Linked DNA regions of Rattus norvegicus: region 2 is linked to region 1. Evidence: chromatin contacts called from public Hi-C data. All regions are on one chromosome and are shown on one strand. The core of a region is the stretch at or near the end of the contact, and the rest is flanking DNA. Distances in the headings are between cores, read along the strand shown.

Region 1 (4,252 bases), core at 388-2,887:
GGGCAAACATGGTGAACCATACCTGTAATCCAGACAGTCAGGAGGCAGAATCAGGAGAATAGCAAAGTTCAGGCCAGCATGGGCTATATAGAGAATGATAGTCAAACCTTGTCCCAAGAGAAGGTTAGAAAGATAGCTCAGTCGGTGAAATGCTTTCTTAGAGAACCCAGGACTGCTAGCCCATGATGGCAGGCCCACAGTGGCCTGGGCCCTCCTCCATCAATCTCTAACTAAGAAAATGCCTTACAGCTGGATCTTATAAAGGCATTTCTCACTCGAGGTTCCCTTCTTTCAGGTAACTCTAGCTTGTGTCAAACTGATGTAAAACTAGCCAGCACACACTTGTAATGATGCTGCTGGGAAGGAGACTGGGGCCTGAGGCACTGGCTCAGCCAGTTCCAGATCTAAGAGACACTGTCCAAAAAATGAGGAACATACTGAAGAATGACATAGGAGATTTTCTTCCACACCAGCATACACACACACACACACACACACACACACACACACACACACACACACACCTTAAACAAGTTGACTTTGCACTTTAAAATGGTTTTTATTGTTGTTGTGTGCACGTGCGTATGTACATGGGGAATGCACACATGTGAAGGTCAGAGGACAACTCTGCAATTAGTTTTTATCCCATCTTTATGTGGGTTCTGGGGTTCAAACTCAGGTTGCTAATATTGAACCTAAAATTTGCTGGAGAAAAAGCATTTTACATCTTTGGACCAAACTTGAAGTCAGCTTTGTTACATATTAAATACTGTCCAACAGATGGACTTTGGTCAGGACAAGACTCTGGAACTTCATGCTGAGTGGCCTCAAGACTCGTGTTACAGGGGCTGTAAAGACAAACCCATGGGCCACCGTACTTTCCTAGGAGGCTTTGTTATTTTCCCAGAACTTCAATTCCCAGCATCTCAGGAGGTTAACTGGTCCTTGGGTAAGTGGGGCTTGCAAGTTAATTTTGGGTATTACATCCCGCCCCCTTTGTGTCTTGGATCAAATTCTTGTGATAGATACTTGGTTATTTTGGATTTAATAATATCAGCTTAATGGTACCAATATGGGTTAGCATTTACTTATTGTATCAGTGATGTAAGAACCAGCAGTAATTAGCAGAGGCAAGAGGGCTAAAGTCCCTGTGATGGCAGACATCAGAGTTACGATCCAGAAAGAGTCTGGAAATGGGCGGGGGACCAGCCAGCTCTCCTTTTTGTAGTTACTTGATTTGAGTACAACCAGATTATAACCCTGAATGGTTTGTACAGAAACAACAGTTTAAAAAGCCATATAATACCTGTTTGTTCTACAAACGCAGACCAAGTGCCCTACAATATTGTAGAACTATTTTAGTTAACAAATCTACCAGTTGACAAATCTGGGCCCACTTTTCTGGTATGTCAGTTAGCTGACAGTAACCATTTTGTCCTGTCTTCTGGGGAGTTTCCCTTTGACTTAGCATTTCAACCTGTGGCGGTGGGATGAGTACTCTATTCTATAACTCCCAGCTGACCTTAGGGCTCATTGCTGCCAGGGTCCAGGAGAGCTGGGCAATGAGGCATTTATCAGAAGCATCTGATTAGCTGAGCCAGCTGGAGAGACGGAGCAGTCACATAGGCTGGACTGGTTCATATCAGCTTTCTGCAAAGTCCAGAGCTCAGCACTTTGCAGTCCACAGGGGTTCCCTGGATGGAGCCTGACAGGAAGTGAAAATCTGCTGAGACAAACATAGACTAGGGACGACATTAAAATCTCCTAATAACTGGGGAAGGGGAGGAATCCAGTCTCAGGAATAGACAGGTGCAGAAACTTAGGCTGTACTTAACTGGTGGCAGGTGGAGCCAAGTCTTATGACTTCTTTGACCCTCTGAAGCTTACCTGACCTTTTAGTTTACAATATTAGTGTTAATTGTACTGAAAACTACATCATAGAAAAAGCAGTTAATAGGTGTCTGTAAGGCAGCAGGAGTAGGGACCTGTGCCTTTGAGTCCTGGCAAAAACTTTATGCTAAAAAGCATGAAAACCTCTTACATTCTTTCCTCTGTCCAGAGAGCCAGGTATGTGGGTTGGACAGAGGTGTTTTAGCCCGGTGAAAAGTGTCTTTAAGTTTATATTTAAAGGACAACCAGAGAAAACTCAAGTTGTGAGCTTGTGATGACTAGCAAGCAGTCAGTGCTCTGCCAGTTTGCAAAATCTACTGATGAGTGTTAACATTCTGAACCTTCGCATCTCAGAGGAAGAGTGCCCAGGAGGACAAGGAAGCAGACGCTTTTATAAATTACTTTATATATCTTAGATTATCATTGAGACCCTTAGGACTTATTTAAGCTTTTATTATCCTAAAACCTTCATACACCTTAGAACAATTTTTTTTTAAATCTAACCATTTATGAGAGACATGAAGTTATTATTGAAAACAGTCATTGTAAAGCATGTTCCTTTCGTGGAAAGTTACACCTGAAACCTGTTGATCCTTTAAAATGAAGCCTGTGAGCAAGGCAAATCTGTGTCCTTTTCTTAATAAGAGACCTAGTAGCTTTAACTAATGAACTAACAAGATATCTGGCTACAGCCTTGGGGGAAGGCGCTGACAAAGCTATAGTTGTCTTAGCTGTCAATATGATCAGGGATCTGAGAAGGATAAATTACAATCATGACCTATGTATCAGTTAAAATAATAAACTAGTTCATAGTCACTACCTAGACAGTCATCCCAAGGCTCTTGTGGTCTCCATGGTATTGAGGCAATCTGGTCCAATGGCCCATTGTCTTCTTGGAGACCCTGGGGGTCACTGTTAGGATCTGGGAGTCTCTGCCATAGTAAGTTTAACATCTTAAATGCCATACTCAGGTTTGAGGACAGATAGAGGCCTATACCTATATAGATGAGCTAAATAATCCTTGTTTGTTTCCAGACCTTGAAAACATGCATAGAAAGATAAATAAAGCCCTTTTCTGTAATCAATTACATAATGCTTAGCGTAACTGAAAGTATAATTCAGAGCATATCAAAGCTTAATCATCTTTAACAGTTTATAATAAGAATAATGATTTTTGAATTGAAGCTCTTCCAGTATCAAGATAAGACTTTTTGGGGGGGGGGTCTTTTTTTCGGAGCTGGGGACCGAACCCAGGGCCTTGTGCTTCCTAGGCAAGCGCTCTACCACTGAGCTAAATCCCCAACCCCTAAGATAAGACTTTTAACTCATAACACAGTTCATAGAGACTGGGAATTTCCTGATCCTTGCATGCTAAACCATTATAAAACACAGCAGTTTACTTTATGACTCTGTTTACCAAAATAGCTAGGGCTTATTAACAGTGCTGCAAAAGCAAGGGGGTTAGACATATATCCCTAAATCAGACTCTGTTAGCCTGAATAGACCTTAAGTAAGGAGGACATCCTCTTAAGCCAGAGGTTCTCAACGTTTTAGTGTTGAGTGTTTAACACAGCTTTGCATGGCGTGGAACCCTCTGACCACCAAATCCTCTCCTTGGTATTTCAAAACTGTAATTTTGCTGTTCCTATGAATCTCAATGTAAACATCCAACACGCAGACAACCCTAGGCTACCCCTGTGGTCTTTGACTTCAAGGAGTCCTGATCATAGGTTGTTCCTAGTTCTTTGTCATTCTGCTTAAGGTCGTCATTGTCTTACCGTAACATAAGATAGAAATACTTCAGTTTCTGATGTCTAGCTGTAGCATTTTTAATAAGTCTATTAAGATCATATATTAACAAAACATTATAATAATATCTTATATATTTTAAAATGTTCCATAGCCTTACAAATTTAAACATTTTTTAAAGTTCTTTCTTTAAAATATCTAGTTTTTAAAATAATTTTTTTGTGAAACTCCAAAACTTTCTTTTAAAGCTTAAAATCTTTCAACTACATGTTCTTATAAAAATAAAGTTCCTTTTTAAACAGTGAAGACACAGAACACAATCAGAATTTTTAGAATTCAAAGCCAAGCTCTAACATAGACTTTAAAAGCAGGCCTTGGTCTGAAAAGGGGTGAGCCACAACCTAATTCCAGAGCCAGATTCTCAGTAAATGGAACAGACAAAGCAACCTTTAAGGTCACACAGTCAAGCAAATGCAGCAACTGGCTGACTGTGACAGCAGCAGCCTAGCCATAACCAAGACCCATGGAATACAGTGAGCTCCAGCATTTAAGGGAGAGCAGTTGGAGACAAGCATGCGGCAGCCTTATCCTGAGCCTGATGCAGTTCTGACTG
Region 2 (4,281 bases), core at 511-3,010, 42 kb before region 1:
AAGGAGCTATTTAAAGATAAGAACACAGCTCAAAATTACACAATTAGGTATAGGGTCTTGGAAAGAACTTGTGTTGAGAAAAAGGGCCCACCGCAGAGGCAGTACATACATGAGGCTCGACTCTCTTGAACCTGCCCGTATATGTTCAAGTGCCAGTGATACTTACATATCCTTGGGCTTAATTTCTCCCAGTGTTAGAAACCTTCCATACAATTCTCTTCCTTGCCTTAGGCACATTTCAAAAGCCAGTTGAGAGATGATTACTGCTATTTCATTACATTAAGGAGAAAATTTAAGCACTGGGTTGGATCCAGAACTGAAAACAATGAACTCAAATTTAGTGCTAGTATTCATAAATTTTTTTTTTAATCACTAGCAGTCAGGGGTGGTGGCACATGTTTCTAATCACAGTATTCTACGGACTTTTAAGGAACATAGTTGAGTTCCACTCCAGCCTGAGCTACACAGTGAGTTCTAGGTCAACCTAGGCTTCAGAAGGAGACTGCCTGGGTGGGGGTGGGGGGCAAACCAAAAACCATCAGGGGTGAGGTCACCTTCAAAATATATTATTAATTTACATGCTCACTTCACAAACAGGACGGCAGCAGAAGGGAGGACGTTGAGTATCTTTTAAAATAAGACTTTCTGAAGTTCCATTTTCTTTTCTAGTTTGTTCTAAGACATGCAATAGGCAAATGTGACCTTTTAAATAGACCGACTAATCAACCAAAAGCTGAGAAAAGCAAAAAAAGACTCTGGGGCTAGGCTCTTGGGGGAAGTGACCAGGCTAGCAAACTGTGACAATAACTTCCCCTTCTCAAAATGGCCTAGATTAAGACTCGTAGAGGGCAGACAGACACACAGATACATATACACACTTTAACCTGGGAGACATGAGGTTGCTTCTTAAAGAAGACTAAGACACACCACGTTTAATTTGGGCCTTTGAAAGGAGTATGTACATAGAAACATTAATCATTCCAAGATAGAGAAAACCTAGTCTGGCTTCTAGGGAGGCACACCTTGCCACGTTCCTCAACCATTCCCCAACTGATGCTTTTCGCACACACGGTAAGTTTCCAAATACAAACAAGCAAAGAAACAACATAAAAGGGTTTCCTGTGAACATGAGGTACGAGGATTCCATTAAGCCTCTCTTGGGTACGCTTTGGAAGACACAGACGTAAACAGAGCGGGTTCCCATTCTCAAGGATGCACCGCCAGAAATTGAATCGGACCCTGAACACTCCCCATGTCAAGGCCATCGAGGAGCAGAGGGGCGATTCGGAGGAGTCACTGGCACGGACTGTTGGCATTGGACTCCGGATGCCTACCCAGACCTCTGGAAGGCTTCAACATTGCAGTACCACTAGACTCGGGTTTGTCCCGGCGTCGGAGGCGCGGCCGGGCCCCGCCCACGCACCAATGCGGCTGCGCACCGTGGCCACCCCGTCTCCCCTGTGACTGCCGTCACTGCCTCCGTGAAGCTCCTGCCGCCATCTTAACTCCTGGCCGGCCCGGGTCCCTTTCCCTCCTCCTCCTGGGCCCCGCAGCGGTGACAGGGTGCGGTTGGCCGCTCCGGCCCGTCAGGTCGGTGAAGCCCGTGGGATTCTGAGGGCGTGTCGAGGAGTCGGAGCTCACGGAGTCCTCGGGAAACACGCGAACGGGCGGGCCGCCCAGGTGTTGGCACGGAGGGGGCGGGCCCCTGCGCTCCGCCCCGCCCCTCAGAGGCCAGCGCCGGGGCCCGCGGCCCTTGCCCGTTTCCAGTATGGCCGCCTGCCGTGCCTGACCCGCGGCCTCTCCGTTCCGGCTCTTCGTAGGCGATGCCGATGCCGAGGCTGTGACTGACACTCTCGCTCCCACGCACGCACCGACCCGGACCCACGCCGGGAGCCCGAGCCCTGGGCCCACAACCGCTCTCTCCTCCGGCACCGCGCCCACAGCCCGGACCACGGCTCCCGCGCCGCTGCCGTCACCTCGCGGAGAAGGGTCGCGCCGGACCTCGAGCTTGGCGGCCCCCGGCCGGCCAGGATGGGGAAGCGGGCGGGAGGAGGAGCAGCCGCCGCCGCCGCCTCCGCGTCCTCCGGGGCCCGGCTGGAGCCCGCGGCCGGCCGCGGCGGGGGTCCTCGGAGCGCGGCCGCCGGCCTCCTGGGAGCGCTGCACCTGGTGATGACCCTCGTGGTGGCCGCGGCGCGGGCCGAGAAGGAAGGTGGGTGGCCGGCGGCAGGCAGAGGGCGGCGGGTGGCGGGCCACGGGCGGGAGAGGGAGGCCCGCGGCGGGCGCCGGCGCGAAGTTGCTGGGTCGAGCCCCGTCCCGAGCCGGCGACTCGCGGTTCGGCGAGCTGCCGCGTCGGCCGCGCGGCGCGGCTCTGTAGCTGCTCCGTGATTCCTTTCCTTTGCCGTTCCCCGGTCTTCCCCTCGTCTGCTGTCAGTGCCCATTTCAAAACTTCCCGAGCTCTCGTAGGTTCTTGCTACTTGGCCCGCTATGTGGTGTGGAGGCACCCGGTTTCTTGGTGGCTCCTGCTAGGTCGGTCGATCGCGGGACGCTTTTCTTGTTATCCCCTTTGTCGGGTTTTAATTTGTGCATGCGGACGGAGCTCACTTTAAAATGCGGTGGTTAAAAAAAAAAATAGCGAGACTGATGGGAAAGACTTAAATACACAGCTTATAAAATTTATATTTGCTGGAACATCTCTTTGAAGAGGCTCTTGTTTCTTTAGTATTCTTATTCAGTATCCCTTTGCGGCGTGGAGGATTGTTTGCTTGTTATTAGCCCTAAATAGAATTTCATTTGCCTCTAGTAAGCTACTGGAAGCCGATTTCCATTTCTGCATTAATAGCCTCACGTAATTTCGGTACCTTTTCTCTTTGGTGTGTGAGCCCTTAGAAACAAATGGCAGCTTGCATACCCTTCACCTATAAATTCATAATTGAAGCCTCACTCCTGTTTTAAAAACTCCCCTAATATTGTAAAGCTGTAAAACTGGTACTTTGACAAGGTCAGAAATTACTTTATAATCTTGAAGATCAAAACTGATTTGGGGGGTGGGGAGGGGGTGTCTCCGGACTACCTGTTTCTGTGCAGAGCCCAGGGGAGGAGGGAGGAGTGTGAGCAGTCACAGAGCCTTCATGAATTAATTCACAGCGAATGCTGCTTTTTTTTTTTAAGATTGAGAAAACTAGTTAGATTATCTTTCATTACACACCAGAGGAATTCTACAAGGAAATATAATTTCTTTCCTTATAATTTTGAAGTTGTTTTCCTGTATGGTTATAAGATCCCTGTTACTGTCTGGCAACTGCAGAGGTAAACCAGATTAGCCTTAAAGTGTAACTATTTGTCACTCTATTATTTATCTTTCTTAGAAACATTACATTCCCTCATTGAACTCTATAAACAGCCTCAGTCTGGTTAACAGCAAGCAGGGATTTGGCAAAGGCAAGATTATTTTAAGCATGAAAAATGTTGCTTTAAGATGGTCAGGCCTCAGATTGCCATAATTCTTCTTATTATTTATGATCGTCTGTTAGTTTAGTGTTGGTATGGGTGACTGTGGTAGCCAACATTTGGACATGTGTGTTGAGTGAACCTTCTATAGTTTGATAATTGAGTGGGCATGTCTTCTTGTGCTTCGCTGTGACCCAGAGGGGGACTTGCTTTGCTTTGCTGTTGATTGCCTTGTGTGGTGCAGGCGCACAGTAGGTGCCTCGCCTTTTCCAATCATCATTTTATACACTAACTTTGGGGGCACAGTTAAGTAAATTTGTTTGAGGATATTAGTCTGAAATATATTTGCATAATTTACAAGTGCCCATGCACCTCTCTAATATTCGTAAATAATGTGGAAGGGCCAAGCCTGTAGAGTAGCGGCCAAGGTGTTAAGTATGAAAGGAAGTGATTGAGTCAGCCACTGGGCCTGGCCGAATCAGACATCCTTCGTGGCAGTGCTGTATCTGGGGGAACCATTTGTACGGATGGAATAGTTATTTAAGATATTAGGAGTAATTATATTAATATATATCATATGTCTTAGGCTCTCATAAATAGGTCTGGTTCTAATCAAATGTTCCAAAAAAAAAAAAATCTCTCAATAAATGTTCTACTCTCTAAACATGCTTTTAGATCAAATTCCAGTCCTGTTTTTATTTTGAATAAGTAGGGGAAATGGAATTGATTTTCGCCCAGGATTGTGACACAATGTCTTTGGCCTCTGCTGTGGCAAATAGAACATTCGCCCCAGTGCTGTTGAGTTTTTGGTTTTTGTTTCTTTTCTTTTGTTTT

Evidence for each region. A called contact is a pair of places that touch in the nucleus more often than the background predicts.
Region 2: a Hi-C map of kidney shows a contact between it and region 1, with 2.2 times the contacts expected there. The contact joins the promoter of Tmem131 here to the enhancer-like site in region 1. A contact is called at or near these places in 4 of 12 Hi-C or Micro-C datasets (hepatocytes, kidney and liver).

What each region holds. Positions count from the first base shown.
Region 1 is chr9:46,613,811-46,618,062 of GRCr8, reverse strand. All of the region lies in intron 1 of Tmem131 (transmembrane protein 131), which reads left to right. Among named protein-coding and RNA genes, the nearest start is that of Tmem131, 43 kb to the left of the region's middle. Within about 2 kb of position 1,637, at least 3 of the 93 cell types and tissues checked have an H3K27ac peak or open chromatin away from gene starts, as enhancers often do. A contact at or near this core is called in kidney, where this site is marked.
Region 2 is chr9:46,655,960-46,660,240 of GRCr8, reverse strand. Tmem131 (transmembrane protein 131) reads left to right here and starts at 1,760. Exons shown (of 41, transcript NM_001427652.1): 1 at 1,760-2,209. The coding sequence starts at 2,032.